Regions from separate parts of the Urocitellus parryii genome. Here region 1 is linked to region 2. Evidence: chromatin contacts called from public Hi-C data. All regions are on one chromosome and are shown on one strand. Each heading gives the region's core, a stretch centred on a gene start, on an enhancer-like site or on the middle of the called end of the contact. The rest is flanking DNA. Distances are from core to core; before and after follow the strand shown. Region 1 holds the start of Jak2 (Janus kinase 2). Region 2 holds the start of Ak3 (adenylate kinase 3).

Evidence for each region. Hi-C and Micro-C count contacts between places; a contact is called where the count stands out from the background.
Region 1: a Hi-C map of muscle shows a contact between it and region 2, with 5 times the contacts expected there. The contact joins the promoter of Jak2 here to the promoter of Ak3 in region 2. A contact is called at or near these places in 2 of 2 Hi-C or Micro-C datasets (liver and muscle).

The regions. Positions count from the first base shown.
Region 1 is chr4:147,967,389-147,972,764 of mUroPar1.hap1, reverse strand. It overlaps Jak2 (Janus kinase 2), which reads right to left and starts at 1,300. Exons shown (of 25, transcript XM_077797026.1): 1 at 1-1,300.
Region 2 is chr4:147,724,171-147,729,264 of mUroPar1.hap1, reverse strand. Ak3 (adenylate kinase 3) reads left to right here and starts at 1,434. Exons shown (of 5, transcript XM_026414254.2): 1 at 1,434-1,512.

The DNA of each region.
Region 1 (5,376 bases), core at 51-2,550, 240 kb before region 2:
CGCTCGCCGGGGTTTGGAAAGGGTGGGCCACGCAGGACCGAGGCCTCTCGGGAAGCTGGTGTGCGCGCGTGGAGATTCCCGGGGCAACCCCCGGCGTGAGCGCGCGAGGAAGTTAAGGTAGCGGCGGCTCGCTGAGCGCCGGGGCCTGGCAGGGGCTCGGTGTCAGCACTGGTCCCGGCACTCCCCAGATGGGCGTGTATGTGGCCGCCGCCCGCCGTGAAGGCGGCTGGGAATGAGTCAGCCGGGCTGGGAAGGCCCCACTGCACGCAGGCTGGCACCAAAGGAGGAAGGGCTGCCTCCGCACGGAGAGTTTCCCCTCCAGTGCACGTTGTCCCCTTCTGCTTTCGCTTTCACGTTCCGGGGACTGCAGACCCGTCCTTACCCAGGCTCTGGGCCTCAAGGGTCGGAACAACTGGATCACAGGCGCTGTTTGGTGGCAATACAATCCCGAATGAACCCCTGACTCCAGTGAGCCACCTCTGCTGAAAAAGGGAGAGGGTAGAATTAGGCTCACAGCGAAAGAAGAGAAAACTTCTGTTAAGAGCCTTATTCATTCATTGAAACATTTACCTGTTGCCTACTGGGTCCTAGATAAAGGCAACCCGCATTTCCTTGTCAGGTTGGAGCCTGTCGTTTCACACAAGTGACAAAGTATGCTTTGAATGTGTAATGTACTGGGTGTGTAATTGCCCCTAAGAAAAATAATACTAAAGGAGTAAAAAGTGAGGGGGACTTATTTTATGGAGGCCAAAAAAGACTTGTTAGAGTTAACAACATTTCAGCAAAGTTCTGTAGAATGAGAATGTGACATTCCACGAAGAGTTTAAGGTAGAGGGACTAGCAAAAACAAAGACCCTAAGAAGGGAGTGTGTTTGGCAAGTTGAAAGACCAGGAAATAAGTCATTGTGACTGGATGACAGTGAAGGAGGGGACAGTGGTAAGAGGTGAGGCAAAAGGCTTTGTTGAGTACCAGAGTGTATTTTGTCCACCTGAATGAAGTGATGCACTTATGGTTTCTGTTTCCCCTTACATAAACGATGTTGCCATTCAGATCTATCTTGTATGTGTTCCTTTAAATAAACTTCATCAGTGCAACCCCTGCATTTCTTCCTACATACGACCCATTGCAGAAGATCTCTGAGCAAATGATAGCAGGATATGAAATGACTTGAATTCACACTGACTCCTTTAAATAATGAACTAGAGCCATTGTTTTCTCATAAGATGTGAGGTGGGAAAATTTACAGGGATATTGCATACCTGTGGGTAGTGTCTTATAAGCAAAATATGCTGGAGCTCCTTTTTTTTTGTTAGAAACTGGAGTATTTACTCAATAGCAAAACTAAAATCTGCCTAAAATATTAAGGCTGAAATTACAAACAACAACCACCATGAGATTTCCCTTTTCTATAAACAAAAACTCTTGCTGAGGTAAAGGCTGGAACACAAACCCACACAAAGAAGTGCTGAAGATGGCCATAAAGTCATTGTTAAAATTAGAAACAACAGAACTGTGGGAAAAGATTATCTTTCCTGAAGAAAAAAATAAGTTTAGAACTCTGAAACTATGTGCATGTATCATGGTAATAAATGATGTTCCTATATTTTGCAATGATGTGTTATTCAATTTGGAAATGTCTGTTACTGTCTCCCACCCTGTTTTCCAGGAAAAGAGGTTTGGAACTAGTGAATATTCAGGAATTTTTTTTTGGGGGGGGGACTTTTTTTTTTGTACTGGGGATAGAATCCAGAGGCACTTTACCACTGAGACACATCCTCAGTCCATTTCTTTTCTTTCTTTTTTGAGACAGGATCTCACCAAGTTGCTTGGGGCCTTGCTAAATTGCTTCAGCTACCTTTGAACTTAAAATCCTCCTGCCTTAGCCTCCCAAGTCACTGGGATTACAAGCATGTGCCACCATGCCCAGCAGGAATTTCTTTTTTATATTAGAAATTTGGGTATGGAAGATAAGGTGGACAAGCAAAATATATTATCCATAAACTTACAAAACGAGAAATTGAGAAATTCTCTACCTACCCACACTGATAGATGAAGTAACTTGCTTAGTGTTATTCAGAGAGAAAAAGTCTCTCTCCTCCCTACTATATGATTTTAAGCCAATGCTATGCTGGAATGTTGATCTCTTTTTACTCTGTGTATTAGGGGATTTTGGAGCTCTTTAGATAGTTCCTAGTAATATATCTCGAAATTTGCAAACATTTAGAAATCTACCCTTGTTCTTTAATAATGAAAAAGGAGAATTCTAAAGAATTTGATCAAGTCTTTGAAGTCATTCACTCAATATGGAGATAAGAAATGTTAACTAGATGGTTAACACATTTGGATTCAAAACTGATTATATAGCCACATTTACAGTTTAAAACAAGCAGCTAGTTGTCAATTATGGCACCCTGTATGGATTCACGTGGCAAGATTCTGTCTTTCCACTATGGGAGAGCATGGCAGCAGAGGATCTTACATGCTTCATCCAAGCCCATACCTGCAACAAAACTTGACTTAGTCAAGTGGGAGATGGGGTCTTGGCTTCTATATTTTCTTTTAAGTTCTTGGGTAGTTTTGATATAAAACCATGGTTGAAAATCCATGACCAATTGTTTAAGAAATTACACTTGACAGTCCAAACAACGCAGGTTTTAATCAAAGCTTCTCTTTCCTCATTAGTCAGGATAATAACATTTCTCTTGCTTGAAGAGACTTGTTTTAGTTTCTTTTCCACATTTTTCTATTGTTGCATTACAGTTGTAATTATTGATGGGGTTTGTTATTGCATACTTGTATATACACACATTGAAGAGATACTTTTAAGATTAAACAGTATTTTTAAACCCTTAAGCATAACTATTAAGTGCCTGTATGATACTTAAGGAAAAGGGGGACAGTAAGAGACCATGTCCGTGAATGCCCCTTTCTTTTTCCAAAAACCCTGCCAAGTTATGAGAACAAGCCTGGGCCAGAATGTCCAGATACATATTATCTTGAAGGACACTGGCTTTCTCTTATGCAAATGGGAGATAGGGAAAATTAATGTTATTTGTAAAAAATTCCTTTTTGCAACTACACCAGTACAGTTGCTCCTTGGGGTACTAGTCATACAATAAACTAAGCAAGCTAATGTTGATGATGAGATTGCAAGAAGAGATGAAGGATACCCCTTAGAGGATTCAGAGGGCCCATGGACCCACCAACACCTTGATTTAGGAAGTCTAGCCTCAGAACTATGAAAGAATAAATATTTATGACTTAGGGATGGAGTTGTGGCTCAGAGGTAGAGCGCTCACCTAGCACGCACGCGTGAGGCACTGGGTTCAATCTTCAGCACTACATAAAGTAAAATAAAGACATTATGTTCACCTATAACTAAAAAAATAGATATTTTTTTTAAATTATGATTTAAGACACCAAATTTGTAGCACTTTACTTCTGCAGTCTACAAAACTAATATGCCATCCTACAAGCCTTGAGAATAATTTTTTTGTTATTATTGCTAACATGCTGGGAATTGAACCCAGGGCCTCACACATACTAGGCAAGTAAGAGCCCTACCACTGAGCTACACCCAGTCATTTTTATCTTTTATCTTGAGACATGGTCTCACTATGTTGCCCAGGCTGGCATCAAACTTATGATCCTCCTTCCTCAGCCTCCTGAGTAGCTGAGATTATAGGCATGCAGAATTTTCTTTTTTGCCAGCCACACCTAACACTGCCTCCCACTGAGCATTGATATAACTGTCCACTTGAAGGAGGAAAAAGTACCTTTTTTGCTTTCTACTTTTGTGTAATGGAGCTTCTGATTAATTGTTCATTGACTGTCACCTTCACTAGTTACAGAACAAGCATAAAATGGTGTAATAGTCCTAAGGCAAACTCTTTTGGCTGAGTACTCAATGCCACAAGAATTTTAGTATCATGTGCTTTCCACTCGGATGCCAATTCGGCTCTTTCACTATTCACAGGAAATGTGCTGGGAATCAACAGCATTACAAGTAATAAAATTTTAGTAAGAGTGATGACTTTGAAAAATTTTAAAAACAACTGTTCATTACTGGAGTAGAGATGTTTTAAGGTCCAAGAAAACTTACTGTTTTTACATTTTAGAACCTATTACCCATATTAAAGGGTTTCTAAAGATATTTGTTGAGCAAGCTACTTTTTCTCCCTTTTAATTCACAAGTAAACATTAATACATACTAATTGTGGAAAATCCAATTTAATTCACAAAGTGGAAATTGCTGTTAATCCTCTTCCTGGCCCTCTTCACTTTCCAGAATTAGCACTGATAATTCTCTGAGGAATAACCTTTCCAACTTTTTTCAAAGCATTTTCCTACTTATTTCCTGTAGATATAGTTTGAGTTCTGTAAACAACATGAATAATTCTACATGTTTCTGATATATTTTTTAGTTTCAATATCTTGTCTTTATATATTCTTTTTAAATTTTTTTATTTATTTTAATGAGTTCTTTGTGACAGTAGAATGTATTTATGCTCTAATATATTCTACATAGATGGGATATAATTTCTCATTTTTTTTTAGTGCACATGTTGTAGAATCATATTGGTCATGCAGTCACATATATACATAAAGTAATAATGTTTGTTTTATTCTACTATTTTTCCTATCCCCATATCCCCTGCCCTCCCCTCCTTTCATTTCTCTTTACCTAATCTAAAGTAACGTTATTCTTCTCTGATGCTCCCCGCCCTTATTGTGAATTAGCAGCCACACATTAGAGAAAACATTTGGCCTTTGGTTTTGTGGGATTGCCTTATTTTCCTTAGCATGATATTCTCCAACTCTATCTACTTATAGGCAAATGCCATAATTTCATTCTTCTTTAATACTGAGTAATATCCCATTGAATATATATATGCCACATTTTTTTTATCCATTCATCTATTGAAGGACACCTAGGTTGGTTCCATTGTTTAGCTATTGTGAATTGAACTGCTATAAACATTGACAAGTCTGCATTACTGTAGCATGCTGATTTTAAGTCCTTTGGATATAAACCAAGGAGTGGGATTGCTGGGTCAAATGGTGGTTCCATTCTAAGTCTTCTGAGGAATCTTCATACAGCTTTTCACAATGGTTGCACCAATTTGCAGTCCCACCAGCAATGAATGAGTATACCTTTTTCCCCACATCCTCACCAACATTTATTGTTGCCTGTATTCTTGATGATTGCCATTCTGACAGGAGTGAGATGAAATCTTAGTGTAGTTTTGATTTTAATTTCTCTAGTTGCTAGAGATGTTGAATACTTTTTTATATATTTTTGATCAATTGTATTTCTTCTTCTGTGAAGTGTCTGTTCAGTTCCTTAGTCCATTTATTGATTGGATTATTTGGTT
Region 2 (5,094 bases), core at 185-2,684:
AACAAGCTTTAGCTTGTTTAGTCAAAGTTAGTTGATGTATGTGGGCCTTTTAACTGTGACCACAAGTTGCATACCATCTCTTACCTCACCCCATAGTGACAGGATGATTCCTCAGTTATTTTTTGTTTGATCTTTTTTTTCTAAGTCCAATTTCGCAATAACTTTTTTTTTTTTTTAAGTCTCTTTTGGCACTGGAATCTCAAATGTTCCTAGCTTTGGAGATTAGAAGTACTTTCCCACACTTTGAAGTTTTATAGTATTGCATAATTTATACTTGTCCAGACATTTTTATTCATTTTTTAATTCTATATGTTATTTACTTAAGCCCTTCCTTTGCTTTCCTGGAGTCATTAGAATGTCCTTTTTCAAACTATGTGAATTGAATATTTAATTAATTTATTTTTCTTTCCATTTGCGTAGTAACAAACACACATGAACTAATTTTCTTGTAAATACAGGGCTGTCCACTTATTGAAATTTCCTTGTCTGATCATTCATCTCAGAATTCCTTTCTGAACATGACCGCCCTTGCCATCGTATCTGAAACAATTTCTTTTTCAAAATTGAAAGCAGTTTTGAACGATTCATTTGGCAACCTCTGAGAAGGATAGCACTGCATTTATGTAGTCAGAGCCTTATTTTTGCCTTTTGTCCCAGTACAAAGATAATAAGTGGACAATGGACAGTCTTTATTGAACATTTTCCCTTGTAGCTGGTATTGTACTAAAAACTTTACACACATTATTTTAACCATTTCACATTAGTTTCCATGCCCTTTTTACCAGGTAAAATGCTACTCATATATTTGTCTCATATTTCTATTATCGGAACATGTGAAATATTCCATTGTAGGGCCTTCTTTCTGGCCCTGTGTCATTTTCCCTCCATATTCCAACTCAGTAGTCACAGCAAATGACTGACCTGCCAGATCTAAAACAACCTCCCTCCACACTTCCACACATTCTATTTTATTTTACATTATTTCAAATTATCTTGCTCATTTGTTTCCTGGTTATGATCTGCTTCCACTGCTAGACTTTAAACTTCAAGGGCTTTAAAACTCCTTGTCAACCACAGCATTCTTAGAGCTCCCTAAGAACAGTGGCACATAGTAGGAAATGAAATGAAAATAATGAGGCAGAATGAAAGCGTTTCTGAAGGCATATAATGTTGCCTGAGAAATCAATACTTTTGGACTCCATAAAGTAGCAGCTGCTTTTGATTCTGAACATTTCATCCAAGAAGGCAAGAGACATCTTTCACTAGATGTGTGCCTTAAAGTCCCTCAAAAACTGAACTGAGGAGGGAGGGAGGCGCTCATTATCAGTCACTGTCATTTTATTTACACAGATGCTTTCCCAGGGCAGAGGAGGAAGAAGGTAGAGAAGGGAAGTAAAAGAGAGTGGGAGGGAAAGCCGAGACTCCAGAGAGCCAGGAGAACTTGGCGTGGCGTGGAGGGTGCGAGAAGGCACCTGGTGGGACAGCAGACATTGCCAAAGGAGCCCGAAGAAGGCACGGTTTATGAGGCTGGGACTGGGCAGGTCAGGGGCTGGCATGGACTAGGAAGAGGCTAGGGCTGCAAAAGGGGCGAGGGGGAGTAAGTGGAGTTCCGCAACCAAGAGGCGTCAAGGGGCAACCAGAGGTAGAAAGGGGGAGCCTAGAAGTTGCCAAGGGTGAAGGGAGAGAAACGCGGTCTATCAGGGGGACCTGGCAGGACAGGCGCAGTGGTCGAGGGACGGGCCAAGGCTCGGGGCTGGATGTGACGGGAGCAGGGGGTTTTATAGGAGTCGACCAGGAGGCCGAAGGGAGCAAAAGAATGCCACCAAAGGAGCGGAGCAGAGCGGAGGGCGCAGATGGGGAAGCAGCGCCGAGGAGCGCAGGGCGCCGCTGAGACCTTAGGGATTCCCAAGGTCGCCGAGGGAGTGTCTAGGGAGCGCGGGTAGCGCTGGCTGGCCAGGGCCGGCTGCGAGGAGGGGGCGCGCCGGGGTCGTCGAGGGGCGGGCGCTGAAGCCGGCGGCCGCGGGCGGGGCGGCCCGGTGGCTGTCGCTCACTTCCGGGAGAGCGTGGGTGCCGGGGCCGCCGCCTGCTTGCAGCGCTTCCAACCGGCCGTCCCGGGCCGCGAAGCCGGTGAGCGCGCAGGCCAGGCCGCAGTCCCGCTGTCCGCCCTGCCTCGTCCTCTGTCAGCGGCCATGGGGGCTTCCGCGCGGCTAGTGCGCGCAGTGATCATGGGGGCTCCGGGCTCGGGCAAGGGCACCGTGTCCTCGCGCATCACCAAACACTTCGAGCTGAAGCACCTCTCCAGCGGGGACCTGCTCCGACAAAATATGCTTCAAGGCACAGGTGGGAGCCCAGGCCACGGGGTCGGCGGAGCGCTGTCGCCCGGGTCGGGTTTTGCGGGCGGAGGGGCCGAGGCGGGGGATTCGAGCCCGGATGCGGTCCTAGGAAGCGGGCGCGGCGTTTTCCTCCCGCCGCGGGGATAGGAGATCTCTGGCAGCTGACAACCCCGAAAACTCCAGTTTCCGCCGGCTGTTTTGGGTAGGTTGCGTGGGGGTGGGGGAGGGCATTCGTGAATTCGGACACTCACTGAGTTCAAAAATAAAAAGAAACCACCTTGCTTTGTTTGAGAGGCACCTCCAGTCTGGTCGCAGCTGCTTCTGAGGGTCTTTCTAGCTGAGCTTCTTCTTCACGGGTCCCTTGAACATGGAAAATTGGCAGAGCCCTGCCAGGTCTTGCTCTTTTTCTTACCCCACCCCCATTTAGTTAAGCTCTATGGGATCTTGTAGTTCTGACCTTTCTCTTGTAAGCTCAAGGCCAAGATTATTTACCCTCGTTGTAGTCACTGCTGAGTAATTTTTGAGCAGTGGCTTAGATTTTGATACCCCCAGAGCCTTCTTAAACACAAAAGGTATCCTTATGCTTGATCACATAAAAAGTAGTTTTGTTTTGCTTGCCAAATAAAGCCAGAAAACTCAGTGCAAAATCCAGACTTTACTTTGCTTGAATTTGTGGTATGTAAATTCTTTCTCTAAAAGACTATTTTTTAAAAGTTTTCTTAAAGTTTTTCTTTTTCTTAGCAAAAGTGTTGACCTTTACCTCACAATCAGAACCCATTTTGAAGCCTGCAAAAGGTTTTTTAAACAATGAAAAACTCAGGACAGATAGAAGTACATAAAATAAAACACAAAGCTTTCTCTCATTCCCTGTCTCTCATTCCCTGTCTCAGCCCTGTTCTTTATAGAGGAACAATGTGTTTCCTTCTAGAAATGTTTATTTATGTACAAGCACATATACGTATATATTTTGTGTTATATGCAATCATATATGTACTCTGCGTCAAAGTGTTTTCACTTTATATCTGGGATATCTTTTCCCTGGAAATATAGAACTCTATTTCATTTTGTGTAGGCATCTACTTGCTGAATTTACTGATTTATTTAAAAAGTCCTCTTTTGATGGGTGTTTAGGTTATTTCCAGCTATGTTGTTTGTTTGTTTGTTTTTAGTTTAAAAAATGATATTTAAATTGGGGGGAAAACCAGAATCAACCCAGTATTTCTATAGTTTGTTTCTTGGAGTTCTTTGGTTCAGTATCCAACTTATCTGGAGCATTACTACTTTCAGTTTTAACATTGATCTTAAAAAATAATGCCTTGTAGTTAATTGAACTTTACCAAAAAGATTAAATTTTTTGACTCTCTTGCTAAATGTTCTTGATGCAACACATTGAAATAGTTAGGTAACAATAAACAGTCCCTAGTATTGTAGACTGATTTTTTGTGTGAGGTTATCCAAAGTACAAGGGAGTAAGGAATTCTTAAGGGATTATCTGAAAAATTACTGAGCAGTGAGGCATAACTGTGTGGTTAGAGAGCACCTTCAGGAAAGAATGTTTATTAATTTATTAAAACAAAATATTTTTAAAAAGTAAATTTAAAAATCAATTAAATAAACTTTAAAAATGAAGAAACCATGCTTTAATAAACTTTAAAAATGAAGAAACCATCCTTAACACTCCCTGACATTCTTGCTGTCTTATTCCTTAGAGCTCTACAACCTGAAAAGAACCTAAAGGGAGTATAGGGAACATGAAAGGAGGTCCAGCTTGCCTCAGTTGCCTGCCCCTTCTGGACTTTTTAGTAATTCTTAGACAAAGACAGATAAAGACTTCTTTAAAGAAATTAAAGATTCATGTCAGGAGAACTAGAATGTCAGAAGACCAATCTCTGCAGGGTCATGGTTCAAGGTAACTGCACATAAAAGGGTTGGCTTCTCTACTTGGCTAAGGAAAATTCCAGAGCTCACACAGAAGCACCCAAAGAGATCCTGAGGGATGGTTGCACTGTGTCTGATTCATCTAGCTGCCCCAAGCAGCAGAACAGGCATATCCTGGGGTGGGTTATTTGCTAGAGCTCTTCAAAGAATTATGGGCAGTTCTTTAATAAGAAAAACAAAATGAAGCTTGATGTCATAAAATTGTTATTACAGATGTGAATAATCTATTAATTATTAAAGTTGTGCATAATGATCTGTTATTACAGATTATCTTCACAGAACAGATCTGGCACAGTTCTGTATTTCAAAACTAAGACTATATTCTCAATAAATATTTGTGAATGCGTTGGATATTTCCCACAGATCAGAGCCAAAAGAGGTATAATCTTTAAAAATAAAATACTGCTCATGCTTTCTGATACTAAGTTGTATTTATTATAAAGGAATAAAAATGTCATGAGACTATTAGGAAAATTAAGATCATCCATGATTCTGCCTTCCCACATAGATAGATAGAGTTATAGTTGACCCTTTGGTGTTTTCTCTTATTGTTTTTTTTTTCTTTCTCTTTTTCCCCTCTGCTCACTGTTGTATTTGTATGCATTTGTAAAATTGTTACATTTTAGATACTTTTTATTCTTATTTATTGTATGTTCATTCACACATCATTAAGCAGCCTTAAAATATTTAATTTCATTAAGATTATAAGTAAACAGTTTTTCTACTGTTGGACATATTGTTAACCATTTATTTGCTATAATAAATACTGGTACTACTATCCTTGTTCGTGAATATTTGTCAGCATCTTTGACTATTTCCCTTT